Regions from separate parts of the Mus musculus genome. Here region 2 is linked to region 1. A link is a contact called in public HiChIP or PLAC-seq data. All regions are on one chromosome and are shown on one strand. Each heading gives the region's core, a stretch centred on a gene start, on an enhancer-like site or on the middle of the called end of the contact. The rest is flanking DNA. Distances are from core to core; before and after follow the strand shown.

What was found. HiChIP or PLAC-seq counts read pairs in DNA pulled down with a chosen protein or histone mark.
Region 2: a contact with region 1 is called in an H3K27ac HiChIP or PLAC-seq map of embryonic stem cells, with 7 times the contacts expected there. The contact joins two enhancer-like sites. A contact is called at or near these places in 3 of 39 promoter capture datasets (liver, maxillary cranial neural crest and trophoblast stem cells), 2 of 484 Hi-C or Micro-C datasets (both in bone marrow-derived macrophages) and 3 of 115 datasets of contacts at active chromatin or transcription factors (cardiomyocytes and embryonic stem cells).

Annotation. Positions count from the first base shown.
Region 1 is chr11:63,893,909-63,901,054 of GRCm38.p6, forward strand. All of the region lies in intron 1 of Hs3st3b1 (heparan sulfate (glucosamine) 3-O-sulfotransferase 3B1), which reads right to left. Among named protein-coding and RNA genes, the nearest start is that of Hs3st3b1, 25 kb to the right of the region's middle. Within about 2 kb of position 4,888, at least 62 of the 459 cell types and tissues checked have an H3K27ac peak or open chromatin away from gene starts, as enhancers often do. A contact at or near this core is called in embryonic stem cells, where this site is marked.
Region 2 is chr11:64,991,874-64,999,069 of GRCm38.p6, forward strand. It overlaps Elac2 (elaC ribonuclease Z 2), which reads left to right. Exons shown (of 24, transcript NM_001362983.1): 13 at 348-486; 14 at 566-651; 15 at 2,363-2,481; 16 at 3,433-3,529; 17 at 5,995-6,133; 18 at 6,468-6,506; 19 at 6,635-6,744. Among named protein-coding and RNA genes, the nearest start is that of Elac2, 16 kb to the left of the region's middle. Within about 2 kb of position 5,443, at least 8 of the 459 cell types and tissues checked have an H3K27ac peak or open chromatin away from gene starts, as enhancers often do. A contact at or near this core is called in embryonic stem cells, where this site is marked.

The DNA of each region.
Region 1 (7,146 bases), core at 3,638-6,137:
AGCCCCTCCTCTCCTCTTTGTCACCTAGGTGGGAAAATAGACTTCTCCTCTCCGAGAGCACAAACACCTGGCACACATCAGGAATAAGTGCTTGGGAAGCTGAAGGCACAGGCTATCTCAGTTCAAGGATAAGAAAAAGAGACACTACTCATACATAGATCACAGACGCAAAGGTCCCTTAGAATGGCCTGAGAGACACTGTCTGGGAATCACAGAACAGAAACAGAAGTGACAGTGAGCAGAAAGGTGAAACCTGCAGAGCGAGGGAGGCGTGTCACCATATCTTAGGGCGTAGAAATGCCCATGAACTTCCAGGAACACCGTATGCCTAAAAGAGCTAGATCTCAAAGCAGCACTCTGAAGGCCAGCTCGGCTTAGAGGGTCACGGAGGCCTTTGACCTTGTGGGAATATTTACAAGAAAGTCATGTGTATCTCATTGCTGGCCAAGTTTACCTCTGGGTGCACATTAGAACCATGGAGGGTGGTTTAACGAGGACTAAATGTCTGGGCTCCACCCAGACAGACTGAATGAACCAGGCCCTGCCTGGGCACGGCTCCAGCACAGGACTCTTTAATGATTCTCCTGTGCAGACAGGATGGGGCATCCTTGGCCTTGGACTCTATCTTGCACATTGGGTTATTCCCCTCCCCCACTGGCATTTGCATGCACCTAAGCAGAGGTGCTGCGTGGATTTTAGGGCTACTATGAAGGTAAGAGGGAGGCACACACTCAGGACCTACAGACTGAGGCCTGCTTCAGCTCCATAGTGAATTCCAGGCCTATCTGAGTTTATCATATGATCCCGTCTTCAAAAAAAAAAAAAATGTGGGGAGAGGAGGCTGTGGAGATGGACAGTTCAGTAGTCCAGAGTGTGCGATGTCCTGGAGAGGACTGAGTTTGAGTCCCACCGCCTGCACCAGGAGGCAGCTCTCAACTGCCTGTAACTCCAGCTTTAGGGGATCCAATACATTCTTCTAGCCTCTGTGGACACACACACACATAAAGTGAAATAAATCTTTTGTTTCTAAGTGTGCATAGGGCACAATATTGTGAGCAGAAATACAAGTCATTTGGTGAGTCTAAGACTATTTGGGTCCAAGTCCTAGAGGTCAGGAGAACGGAGGGCCGGCCACACTCTCTCAGCTCCCATCGTACCTCACAAGCATGAGGTTGTGCTCCTGGTGGTCAGACAAGGTCTCAGACAAGAACAGACAAATACAGTGTGACTTACTGCAAACAGAAGTGAAGGGTGTTCTGTCTTCAACAGTGCTCTCTCCTCTCTCCCTCTCCCTCCCAGATCTGACTATGAGTAAATTATAATGAGGCAAACTAAAACTGCAGCCAACGAAGTACATCCTTATTCGTGGGACCAAGAGAAACCAACGGGTATGTCTCTTTCCATTGCCCAGAGTCGGCTCACACAGTGCCAAACCGAAGAAAGAGCAAACTCTCCATCGCAGCACTTCGTGCTTTGCTCAGAGCTGGTGGTTTGAACCCTGTATTTTTTTTTAAAGTTCCACAGTATTAAAATGAATGCAGGAATTGGCTACCAGAGCTGGGCATTGTGGCACATGCCTAGAATCCCAGTACTTGGGTAGCAGAGGCAGGAAAACTGTTTCCAGTAGGAGGCCAGTACAGCAGCCCACCAAAGAGAGGGAGAGAGAGAGAGAGAGAGAGAGAGAGAGAGAGAGAGAGAGAGAGAGAGAGAGAGAAGGAGAAGGGAGGAAAGGCTGTTGAGCTGGTTCCACTGTCCCTCTATTGGTGGTGATGCTAGATGTTAGACACTGAGCCCAGGATCTTGCCTATGCTAGTTTAAGTTCTCATCACTGACCTGTACTCTAAATCCTCTTTTTATTTTGATACAGACACAAGTCTCCCAGTCTTGTCTTGAACTCGTGATCCTCCTGCCTCAGCTTCCAAAGTCACTGCATTTACAGGCCTGCATGGGCAGACTTGGGTCTTCCTCTCTATTATCCAGGCAAGAAGAGAAAGGTGATGACCAGCCTGGGGTCAGGGTATCAACTCCTCCGTGCCTTTGTCTGAAGACTGGAGAACTCAGTACAAAGGCGGAGTCTATCACTGCTGCTACGTTTCCTGGGAAAGAGGTTCCCAGTTCACTAGCAATATCCCCAGCCCTAGTAGAACTCCTAAACTCTGTTGGGAGTGGGTGGTTAAAAACTGAAGCCTGGGGGAATGAAAAATGAGGAATGGACCAGAGGAGTTCCACACAGCCTCCGATTTCCCTGGTTCTAAACACTGCCCTGCTTTTCTTTCTTTGTTCTCATCCCACCCCCTTTAGCAACACCCAGAGTCTGACCATCCAGCAACTGAATTTACTATTTGAATGGGATAACAATGCGGCGAAAAGGAAGATTATTAAAATGGGTGTGTAACCCCCTCGCTGTAGCTCAGCACAGCAACTGTCACACAAAACAGCTGATGTGCGGCGTTAATGACATTCAGAGAGAGACAAGGCTGGTGCGGGGAGGTCTGGTCTTCAGTCTGCAGAGAGGAGCTGAGCAATCAGGGGCTATGAAGCCCTCTTCCTCTTCCATAGATGATCACTTCCTACCAAGTCATGGAAATACTCCAAGTTTTCTGAATGCCAAAGGGAACTTTTTCTTCTTTTAAAAGTTTTACACTTTAAACTTACATTCATGCCAGGCATGGTGGTGCACGCCTTTAATCCCAGCTCTTGGGAGGCAGAGGCAGGCGGATTTCTGAGTTCGAGGCCAGCCTGGTCTACAAAGTGAGTTCCAGGACAGCCAGGGCTATACAGAGAAACCCTGTCTCGAAAAAACAAAACAAAACAACAACAAAAAACTTACATTCATGCCCAGGACTAAGCCCAGTGGCAGGTGCACAGTCTAAGCACCACCATTACAATCAGGACAGAACAGCCCTGACGCACCCAAGCTCCCTCTGTTGCCCTTGGCCACCAAGGCTTGGCACCTCCCCTAATACAGGGCCAAAGGCTGACAAGTCCTTGTTTTGATGCCATTCCAGGGAAAATACGGGTAAAATGAGAAAACAGTCACTCAATACTTAGAGATTTCGTTAAATTGGTATCGTTTCTGAAGCATTGAAATAAAGTTGTGATGTGAGTCTCTTCACTTCCAATCGGCATGACCCCTTGGCTATATTCCCAAATTCTCAGGCCTTGGATTCCACATCTGTTAAGTTAGCCTGAGGAAGGAGCTAAATGGTTCTGCCCCTTCGGTTCCACAATACTGACCAAAACCTCAAGGCCCAGGCCAGGAAACTGTGATGACCCACCAGCTGTAGCATTTCCCAGAAGCCTCTGACAATTCAGTCACAGGGCAGAAGAACCAAGGTTTCTAGGAAGACTGTGTTCCACATCCCTTCCAAAGAAAAAAAAAACAGCTCCCTGGAATCTGTACAGTCAGGGGCAGGTCTCAGCAATGAGGAAGCTGCCATCCAATGTGGGAAAGTAAACCAAGTGTCTTTTTTTTTTTTTTTTTTTGAGCATTTGGTAAACTCATAAACACTAGTAGTGGAGTTGAAAATGTACTGCGATCTCGGGAGGGGGGGGATGAGTATGTGGGATGTGTCCCAGGGCAGAAAGCCCTTCCTAGGACACTAACAGTGGGGTATGGGAAATCCTAGCCAGCTTTCCATTGCTGTGACGAATTACCTGAGAGAAACCACTTCCAGGGAAGAAAGGGTCGTTTGGCTCATTATCCCAGAGGTTTTGTATCATGGTCCCTGGGCCCTTATTGCCTTTAGGCCTGTAGCAGGTCAGTGACAAAGGCAGGCACAGCCCCTGTAACTTAACTTCCCTCTACTGGGGTAAGCTACCGAAAGCCCTAGCAGCTGCCAACCAAGCAGGAGTGTTGGGGCAGCAGCAGGCAACTGGAGCTCCAGGCAGACACAGTGCACTAAGGCAGTAGAGTCCTCATCACAGGCTGTGCAGAGCAGTAGCAGGCATGCGCGCTAAAACCCACTGAAAGCCTGCCTGGCAACCCCAACTTCTCTGCTGTGTTTGCACCTGGTGATGCGGTAAGTCACAGTGAGTCAGGAGTGAGGGAACAGCAGTTCCTCCCTTGTCCCGTTCTGTAGGAAGACAGTTCGCAGCCGGGACTGGGAAAAGAAGCGGGGATGGGAGTTAGCCTGTGTGAGCTGGGACTGCAGGCTAGAGAGCGAGAAGTGTAAGCGGAACCAAGATCAACCGAGATAGCTTCTCCTTTATGGCACACTCCTCCTTCTTCCCAGGGGACTCCATTTGGTAGAGGAGGACCATGCTATCAGTTGTCAGTGTGGGCCTTCATCTGGGTCTTCTCACTTCCTCAGAGGCCTGGAGCCCACCAACACTGAGCCCCTTCAAAGGGCCACATCTCCATAAGTAACTGTCTCCCTTTGGGGAGATGTTTGCATATCAAAGCACTCCTTTGGGAGAGTTTAAACTAATTTCAAATGAAACTGTAAATAGTCTAGATTTCAGGTCTGGCGGAAGTGATGTCACGATTCTTAAAGAGTTCATGGGTCCTTTCGGTCCTTTCTCTTTTCATTCTTTCTTTCTTTCTTTTTCTTTTTTAAGGTAATGGGTTGGAAAGAAGAGACATGACAAAGGCTGCCTCCCCCGTCCTGGCCCCAACCGCTGCCCAAGGATTTGGCCTCCATTGTCCTGGAGTTTCAATGCTGCTCTGAAAATAAAAGCTTTTCAATGCTGGGAGGTGGGGAGCGAATGAGCATCTCACTGCCCAGGCAGCTGGAGCCCCCTCTCCTCCAGGCCTTTGCCTGGGTCTTAGGCCCGGCTCACAAAGGGGGTGGTTCCTGTTCCGGGAAGGGGCTGGGCCTTGGGGGGTGGGGGGAGTGAAAAGCTAATGGGCTTTTGTGTTCCAGCTCCAAGCTCCCTGCTTCTGTTTACTGCGCCTCACCGAGGCCTGAGAAGGACAAATCTTGCGAAATTTGAGGGATCTGTGCCCCCGGTTCCTGGAAAAGAAAAGAAACCTTAAAATCATTAGAAAGGCAGAAGTTTTTCTGGCAGGCAGACTTTGTAGAAAGCAGAAGCAAAAGCAAAAAAGGAGGCCCAGACAGTGGGGAGGGCAGCTGGAGTTCCAGAAAGAACTGAATGGTCCAGAATCCTACTTGTAGAGTCCCACCACAAGATGATTGGTCCCAAGAGTCAGGAGTGCAGATCCAGCCCTGTGCCTTCACCTTCATACTGGATCCAGGCTTAGGCAGTTTACTCTGTGTGTGTGTGTGTGTGTGTGTGTGTGTGTGTGTGTGTGTGTATACAGACTCACTCAAGAGCCAATGGAAAATGACGAGTAAGACCCCACCCCATCTGTCTCCAAAAATTCAGGGAGGGTCAAAAAGCCATTCTCTACACAGTGGCCCACTAGCCTAAGAAAGCCTGGACTTCTGTTCCCATCCTGCCTTGCATCAGACTGGGACCTTGAACCAACCATACCAAGCCTTGGACTCAGTTTTTCCAATGAATACAAATAAATGCATTTGAACCAGTGAAACCACTCAGAAGGTGAAAGCATTTGCTCCCAAACTCCATGACCTGAGTTTGGTTCCCAGAGCGGAAGGTAGAAGGAGAGAACTGAGTCCCAGAAGTTGTCCTCACAACAACACAAGCAGGAACATGCGGGCACCTACACATAAGCAACAACAACAACAACAACAATACACTAACTTTTTAATAGAGTTAACAGATCAGCTTACAGGTTGTGTAAAGCAACCCTTACAATTACCTTCCCCTGTAGCCAGCATTAAGTTGGACAGAGCCACTGGAAGATAAGTAGGAACCATCCGCACTTGATGGTGAACACTTACAAGATGCTCCTCAGGGGCAGAGCACAGACCTCAGGATACGTAATCAGGGCGAGTCCAGTGTCAAATATGCCTTAACCTAGGCACCTGACTGTAAGCTGTTTGGTTGAAGTACAAAGAGAAGTGGTCCAGATCTTGCGGGATATTTTTTTTTTCACTTCTGTGAAACAGAAATGTTTGTCCTTCCATTTACTTAACTTACTTCCTTCCTTTCTCCTTTCCCTCCTCCTCCTCCTCCTCCTCCTCCTCCTCCTCCTCCTCCTCCTCCTCCTCCAACATAGTTTGAAAGTGAATGAGCTTTGAAAAGCAACAGAAGTCTTTCAAGGATGGGAGAGGTTGGTCTGTCTGCTCTCATTCCTTCTGCTGATTCCTAGCTCCGGGGTGAGGGAGCAGACACTGCACAGGTTCAGTTCTCAAGTTCAATGTCTTGTTTAAGAGTCCTGATTCCCTGCATCCCCTCTCACTGCATACACTCTCTTCTGCGGCCCACCAAGGGCACAAAGATAACTGAGACAGGACCCAGGATGAGGCAGCAGACAAGAGCATGGAGACAGGTCCTCCAGAGGCTGGTGAAAAATCATGATCCAAGCCATCAGTGCACTGCCTTCCCCCCACACCCACCCCCCAGCCCTTGCCGCTCCCCGCCCCCCCCCCCGGAATTAAATAGGAGAGAATGGATAATCCAGCACCCTGCCCCGCCCTCCTCTGCTCAGCGAGTAACCCTCCCTCACCTGCCCCTTTCTGTTTATCCACTGACACTCTCCAAGGAAGGCAGGTTCAAGGATAAGGAGGATGCAGTCCAATCCTCTTGTCACAGATTTTAAAGGACCCAAAAATATTTTTAAAAATTAAAGAAGTACTTCTAACACAGCAACTCAGGAGCTGTGAACTTGGAAGCACTGCTGACAAGGACCAAGGACCAGCTGCTGTCCCTCATTTTGCCCATCTTCTCTCAGTGTGTTTCCTGGATGGCTTAAAGCTGATGGAGGAGGGGGTGGTAACCCTTAGCTTAACAGCAGTTGGAAACCCCAGCACAGCTCCCCCTGGGTGGGTGTGGGGACCACTTTTGTTATTGATTAGAAGCTTCCAGGGTCAGCCTTCAGCAGGAGAAAAGGGCTCCCCATACTGTCTAGGCTCACTTTTTCATAGTTATAGTCAGCCACGAATAAGCAACAGATCTCTACAGACTCCATTTGGCCTGGTATATTTCATTGGTGGCCGAAGCAATCGGTAAATATCGCACAGGATCTGACTATGTTCCGTCGCGGTTACTGTAGCCTATGGAAACTTTTCAGGTGGTGTTGCCTGACTGGTGAATCCTCAGATAAAAATCTCCAGCATC
Region 2 (7,196 bases), core at 4,193-6,692, 1.1 Mb after region 1:
GGCTCTGTCTTTCATTCCTCGTGTGTCTGAGTCAGAACACAAATTATCTATTTTCCTTTTAGGCCTTTTTCATACCCTGTGCTTGGTGATGGTTTCACATCTGCACGTGAAGGTCTTACATCTCCTTAGTTCCCCACTGTTCTTTCTATCATTATCAGCACAAGAAAGACGAAAGCCTGGACTATGACACAGAAGCTGCAGGGTTATGCCTGGCTGGGTAGTAATTGGGGGCGAAATGATATAACTCTGTGTCTGTCCTTCTACATAAGGCTTTTTATCTACTGTCCTTTCCCTGAGGTGGAGAGATTCCCTGACAGACACTGTAACGATGGGCTGTTTCTTCCTAGGTTCGGGCCTGACACACAGCACCTGATTCTGAATGAGAATTGCCCCTCGGTCCACAACCTGCGCAGCCACAAGATTCAGACCCAGCTCAGCCTCATCCACCCTGACATCTTCCCCCAGCTTACCAGCTTCTATAGTAAGGTAGCACGTCCCACATCCTCCCTAGCCAGTGGGTTCTTGTCCCTTGCTTCTCACTGAGAAGTGCGTTCTCACCTTCCAGGAGGAAGGGTCCACCCTCAGCGTGCCAACAGTTCGGGGTGAATGCCTCCTCAAGTATCAGCTCCGCCCCAAGAGAGAGTGGCAGAGGTGCGTGCAGCTCTGAACCTACGGAAACTTCTGGGCGGGGGTTGGGAGGGTTTTCTGAAAATGATCAGTAGTGGTATTCTGGGAAGCATTTCCAGCCCCTTGGTTTCTGTCACAGTTGTCACCTGCACAGCAGCAGGAAGAGCCCAGTTCCAGCCACAAGGTGGTTATTGGATAAGGTCCCACTGTGTAGCCCTGGCTGGCCTCAAACTCAGCTGTCTTCTGGCCTCTGCCTCCCAAGTGCTGGAACTAAAAGTATGTGCCACTATGCCTGGCCCCAGTAAAAAGGTTTCTGTTGGAATTTCTGATACTGATGTTTTACTCATCTGGGATTTTTTTTTTCCTTGTTTTAATGCAACAGTAAGTCTTTGATTGGAACTCAAAGACTTCCTAAAGGCAATTTCTAAATGTGAGTTTCAGTGAATGACTTCTTTAGGCACCCAGTGATCATACATTGCCACCTGGAAAGCCCCTGCCTATCAACTTCTAGGCAAGTGAGAAGTATTTGCTGACTACCTGATAGCTTGTCCTCAGTGTTGGGAATAAGTATGGGGTTTATAATACTTCTGGCCTCCTAGCATCATTGTTAGAGTAGATCATGTGTTAGGATGTCACTATGAGCTGACGTGGTTGAATAATTGCTCTGTAGTGGTATGCCTGGGGCCATGGGCATCCCGAATACCTTCATCAGTCCATGTGCCAGTGAAAATGCTATTCCAAGATCCCAGACCCGTGAGTTGATCTGGAAAGGTTGACACGGGACTGCTTCATAAGCTTTGGGGTGCTTTTCTCCTTACTTAGCTCAGAGAATCAGCCCTCTCAGTATTGGTGCTGAGTGGAGGAAGCCAGCAATGCCAGCACTCCCTGCGGCTGGCTAAGGAGGAAGGCACCCTGACTCCGCCCGAGAGCTGATGCCAGCTTGGGTTCTGCAGCTCACCAAGGCTCCCAGTCGTCTGTGTGCACGCTCACTTTAGCTTGAGAGGCACTTCCTGGAGACCAGCTGCTCAGCTAGGGCCCTGTGCTCCTCCTGGACAGGGTCTCATATGTGGCCACATTTAATTATCACAGCCTTGGTTGGGAGATGTGATGCTTCAGGGAACAACTCTACTATAAAGAAAGATTCATCTTGCCTGAGCACCAGGAAGCCCTGATTGTCAGACTTGAGGCTGGAGAGATCACAAGGAGCTAGAGTTGTTCGGGACTCATTCACCTTATTTAGTTGAGGAAGGTTCCAGAGACTAGAACTGCCCAGGTCATTATCTGTAGGAGTGTTCTGTACCTGTATTGGTTACTTTTCTGTTGCTATGATAAAACACCATCAGCAACATAACTTATAGAAGACTGTTCATTTTGATTGACAATTCCTCATGGTAGGGAGGCACAGCAGCAAGTGGCAAGCATGGTCTGGCAGGAGGTGAGAGACATAGCCTTAGTCGCAAAAACAACGCAGAGAGAGCGAACTGGGAGGGGAGCGGGCAGAGCTATGCATGCCTAAAGTTCATCCCCAATTATGTTCTTCCTCCAGCAAGGCTGCAGTTCCCCATGACTTCCCCAGAGGCAAATCACACATGGGATTGGGGGTCGGGGGTAGGGATGGTATGTTTTTCAGCCAAACCATCAAGAATACACATGGATTTATTCTGAACATCCAAACTAGCATTTACTGAGAGGCTGTGCAAACCCCTTGGGTTACCCAAGTTATTTTTCTCTTCAGGGATACCACACTCGACTGCAATACTGATGAATTCATAGCTGAGGCCTTGGAGCTCCCCAGTTTCCAGGAGAGTGTGGAGGAGTATCGGAAGAACGTGCAGGAAAACCCAGCCCCAGCAGGTGAGCCAAAGCCCTGGGCAGCCTCTCCTAAGCATTGCCTGACAGACTCTAGCAGGGAGTTGGACAAATGGCATCCTGATTAATTAACTCTGGGCTTTTTTGTATTGTAACAGAAGGCTGGGGAAGGTGTTAGAGGAACTTGGCACCTGTGCTCTCCATTTAGTAAACTGCCTTTAGTGACAGAGTCTTGGTACTCTTGAGGGCCCACCTGTTGGAAAACGGTTTGGAGAACCCCTGTGAGACCATGGAGATCCTCCCTCGCCATGATTGCTGTTGGTCTACTCCTGCTTGGCTAAGACGGGCTGTGAAAGATGACTGCCGTCTAACCAGTTTCATTGCTCTATCAGGGAAAGCAATTGGAGACTTTTGTGACTTCTACACTAGGGGGGTTTCTGAGTTTTCAATTACTGATAAAGAGAATGCTGGAATAGAAGAGGGTAGGTTTTAATCTAACCAGAAGGCTCTTCCCCACCCTTGCTTTTCTGAAGGTTAGTGCCAGGTCAGCCATTCCTCATCCTGTGTGTGTGGGAAGAACTATTGCCTGAAAATTGCTTTATCCTTTCTGATAAAATTGGTGCCCTGGTGTGTTAGTTCATGGCCACCCAAGTGAGGCTGAGGACCAGCCCTGTGTACCTGTACAGCAGATATGAGGGTACACACACATGACGTGTGCAGTCTTAATGCAAGGTAGAGGTACCATGCCTAGGAAAAAAGCGGTAAGTCAGAGCTAAGGCAGCCTATGTTGTTTCGTGGGGTTGTTTGTTTTGTTGTTTTTGTAAAGGCAGCCTGAGGAAGTACTCTTTTCCAGACGCTTTTCTTCAACAGCCTGCGGGCCTCATACTGAACGTGGAACGCCTGCACCCAGCGCCCTCTGGGAAGGTGGATTGTACCGGATTGCTTGTCTACCTCTTGACAGAATGCTAGCTTGTAAATTCACTTGTATTTCAACAGAGAAAAGAAGCCAGTATCCTGAAATTGTCTTCCTGGGTACGGGGTCTGCCATCCCAATGAAGATCCGAAATGTCAGTTCCACACTCGTCAACCTAAGGTACCATGTGTCTTAGTTAGGGTTTTATTGCTGTGAAGACACCATGACCAAGGCAACTTTTTATAAAGGACAACACTTAATTGGGGCTGGCTTACAAATTCAGAGGTTCAGTCCATTATCTAGATGAAAGCATGGCAGAATGCAAGCAGACATGGGGCTGGATGAGCTGAGAGTTCCACCTCTTGTTCTGAAGGCAGCTAGGAGAAGACTGGCTTCCAAGGAGCTAGGATGATGATGGTCTTAAAGTCCATGCCACAATAACACACTTACTCCAACGAGGCCACACCTACTCCAGCAAGTCCACACCTCCTTTTTTTTTTTTTTTCCATTTTTTATTAGGTATTTAGCTCATTTACATTTCCAATGCTATACCAAAAGTCCCCCATAGCCACCCACCCCCACTCCCCTACCCACCCACTCCCCTTTTTTGGCCCTGGCGTTCCCCTGTACTGGGGCATATAAAGTTTGCGTGTCCAATGGGCCTCTCTTTCCAGTGATGGCCGCCTAGGCCATCTTTTGATACATATGCAGCTAGAGTCAAGAGCTCCGGGGTACTGGTTAGTTCATAATGTTGTTCCACCTATAGGGTTGCAGATCCCTTTAGCTTCTTGGGTACTTTCTCTAGCTCCTTCATTGGGGGCCATGTGATCCATCCAATAGCCGACTGTGAGCATCCACTTCTATGTTTGCTAGGCCCAGGCATACTCTGACAAGAGACAGCTATATCAGGGTCCTTTCAGCATAATCTTGCTAGTGTATGCAATGGTGTCAGCATTTGGAAGCTGATTATGGGATGGATCCCCGGATATGGGAGTCTCTACATGGTCCATCTTTTTATCTCAGCTCCAAACTTTGTCTCTGTACCTCCTTCCAAGGGTATTTTGTTCCCACTTCTAAGGAGGGGCATAGTGTTCACACTTCAGTCTTCATTTTTCTTGAGTTTCATGTGTTTAGGAAATTGTATCTTATATCTTGGATATCCTAGGTTTTGGGCTAATATCCACTTATCAGTGAGTACATATTGTGTGAGTTCCTTTGTGAATGTGTTACCTCACTCAGGATGATGCCCTCCAGGTCCATCCATTTGGCTAGGAATTAAGTCCACACCTCCTAATAGTGCCACTCCCTTGGCCAAGCATATTCAAACCATCACACCATGCTTGCCTCAGAAGCTGCTGTCCATCAGAGCTTGCCGCTGAACAGTCCTCTCCACTCACCAGGCTGATTGTCCTGGAGCAGAAGTAGTAGTTTTCTGTGCTTTATTTCATTTAGAATATATTATTGAGATAGGGTCTTGCTATATAGTGCTGGCTGGCCTGGAACGTCTGCCTCCCAAGTGTTGGGCTTACTGAATCTACTTGCTTAATTCTGGGAAACATGCAGTCCCATCCCTCATGACTGGTGTGCTTATGCTGTCCATATTGCTGAGGGGTGTCCCAATGAACTTGTACTTTAAGCCTGTGAAGGACGGGTGACTACAGCCTTGTTTGACTGGTAAGCACATGCTGGAAGAGGTTGCTTCGGTTCTGCAGCCTAAGCTTCGGGTCTAGGCCCTGAGCTGGTATCTTAACTGATACCTGTGTTCCCCTGAGCTGTACGGCCCATGTGCACCCGAGGTCAGACTGTCTGCACTGCAGTCCAGGCTCATCTGAGCTCAAATGCTTTCAAATCTAAGCATGGCGGCTTTATGAGTGAGAAATATACAAAGGTGGGTTATCATTGGCTGGCCTGTATTTAGGACTTATGGTTTCTGATCCCTAAACAACCTGGCACCTTTGTCGAGATGAACAAAATCTGTTTTTTTTCTCATGTAGGCTTTTTCCTAGAAGTCACTCACTGTCTTTAGATGGGTGTGGCCCTTCCGATCTTTGTGGCTTCCTTTAGAGAGGAAGGAAGCCAGGGGGACACCTTTGTCTGTCTGCCTGGAAGTAGAGCCTCTGCATTGGAATGCTGAACTTGGACTTGAGACCTGCCCAGCAGACAGTATGAGAGTCACACTAGCCACCTCCTCAGAGAATGTTCATGAAGCCAATTCTGCCTCAAGACAGTTTGAGGACCAGGCTCACTTGGGAACTGAGCCATCTCCTGTGACCTATTGCTGTCTCTGGCACTCTCAGCTTAGTGTAACACATTTAGGGGAGGCAGAGGCGTGCTGCGGGGGCAGACTCCTAGCCTTATAGTCTGCTTGTCTTTTTTCTGTTTTTGATACCCAGCATTGTGTTGATGCATATCCTTAAAGGCTTCAGGGTTCTTTGGATCTTTCTCTTATAAAGAGAAGATAGACTGGTCTCAAATGACCCATGTGGTTTAAATAGTTGACTTTCATATGCGCCCCCCAAAGGACAGGCAGGTGTAGCTATGGAAGATGGGGGTGGTACCCACAGCTGCTGCCTGTTCTATGTCTTCTGCATCAATGCCATTCTGGAATATCTAGAGTAAAGCCAGTTGGTGCCTGTCTTCTACAGCCCTGACAAGTCAGTGCTCCTGGATTGTGGAGAAGGCACTTTTGGGCAGTTGTGCCGTCATTACGGACAGCAAATAGACCGAGTCTTATGCAGCCTCACGGCTGTGTTTGTGTCCCACCTGCACGCCGACCACCACACGGTGAGTGAGCATGTGGGGGTGCCTTCCCCTTGGGCTTCTTTCCCTCTAGTACCAAACTTTTGAGTTGACTCAGCGTTTCTTGCTGAATAAAACTTGTTTCACACACAGCCTGTCCAGCAGGACCATCCAGATCTGGATTTTTTAGGCTTCCTAGGTCTTACCCCATTGCCCGCCTTCTAACACAGCCTGAAATGTTTCAGTCACTAGTCAGCATGTGCCACCCACCTGTGACACAGGATCAGTGAGATAGGAACCACTTACAGGGAGGGACTTGAGCCCTAAGCTGTGGGGATGACGACTGAGACTGGCTTATCACCTGTGCTCCCCTCCCCAGGGCTTGCTGAATATCTTGCTGCAGAGAGAGCATGCGTTGGTAAGTGAGGCACCTGACTGACATTGTTAATTGCCTGCTTCATTATTGGCTGTACCTACCACTAATTATTTCTTACCATTTTTACTGGAAAGTCCCCTTATTCAACTGTACAGAGATCTTTTTTTCAGGCATCTCTGGGGAAACCCTTCCAGCCCTTGCTTGTGGTGGCTCCTACCCAGCTCAGGGCCTGGCTGCAGCAGTATCACAACCACTGCCAGGAGATTCTGCACCACGTCAGGTGAGCATCATGTGTACTGGGCGGGTGCCAGGCTGTTGCCTTCTACTACTGCCTCCTTCCTGACCCCAGCTGACTGGGTGGCAGCCGAAGTCCTGGCAGCTCTGCCCTTGGAGCATAAGTATCCCAGTTCTCACTGCTGCTGTGCACTGCCATGACTGTGGCCACTGTCTCTGCAGCTGACAGATCCAGGGTCAAGTGCACCAGCAGCTGCTAGCACAGACATCCAAGCCAGGTGGCACAGGATAGGGATGGCCCAGCCTCACTTTCAGGGAAGGATGAGAAGGAGTCCTGACAGATGCTGCCTGTCACCTGCAGCGTTTACGTTTCTGGCAGTGAGCTGGGTAGGCTGGATGTGTGGCCTAGCTCTTCTCATTGATCAGTTTTCCTGTCTACATTACTAGACTACAGTCACAATTCTCAGAACCACTTAAGGTTTTTCATCCAAAGAACAG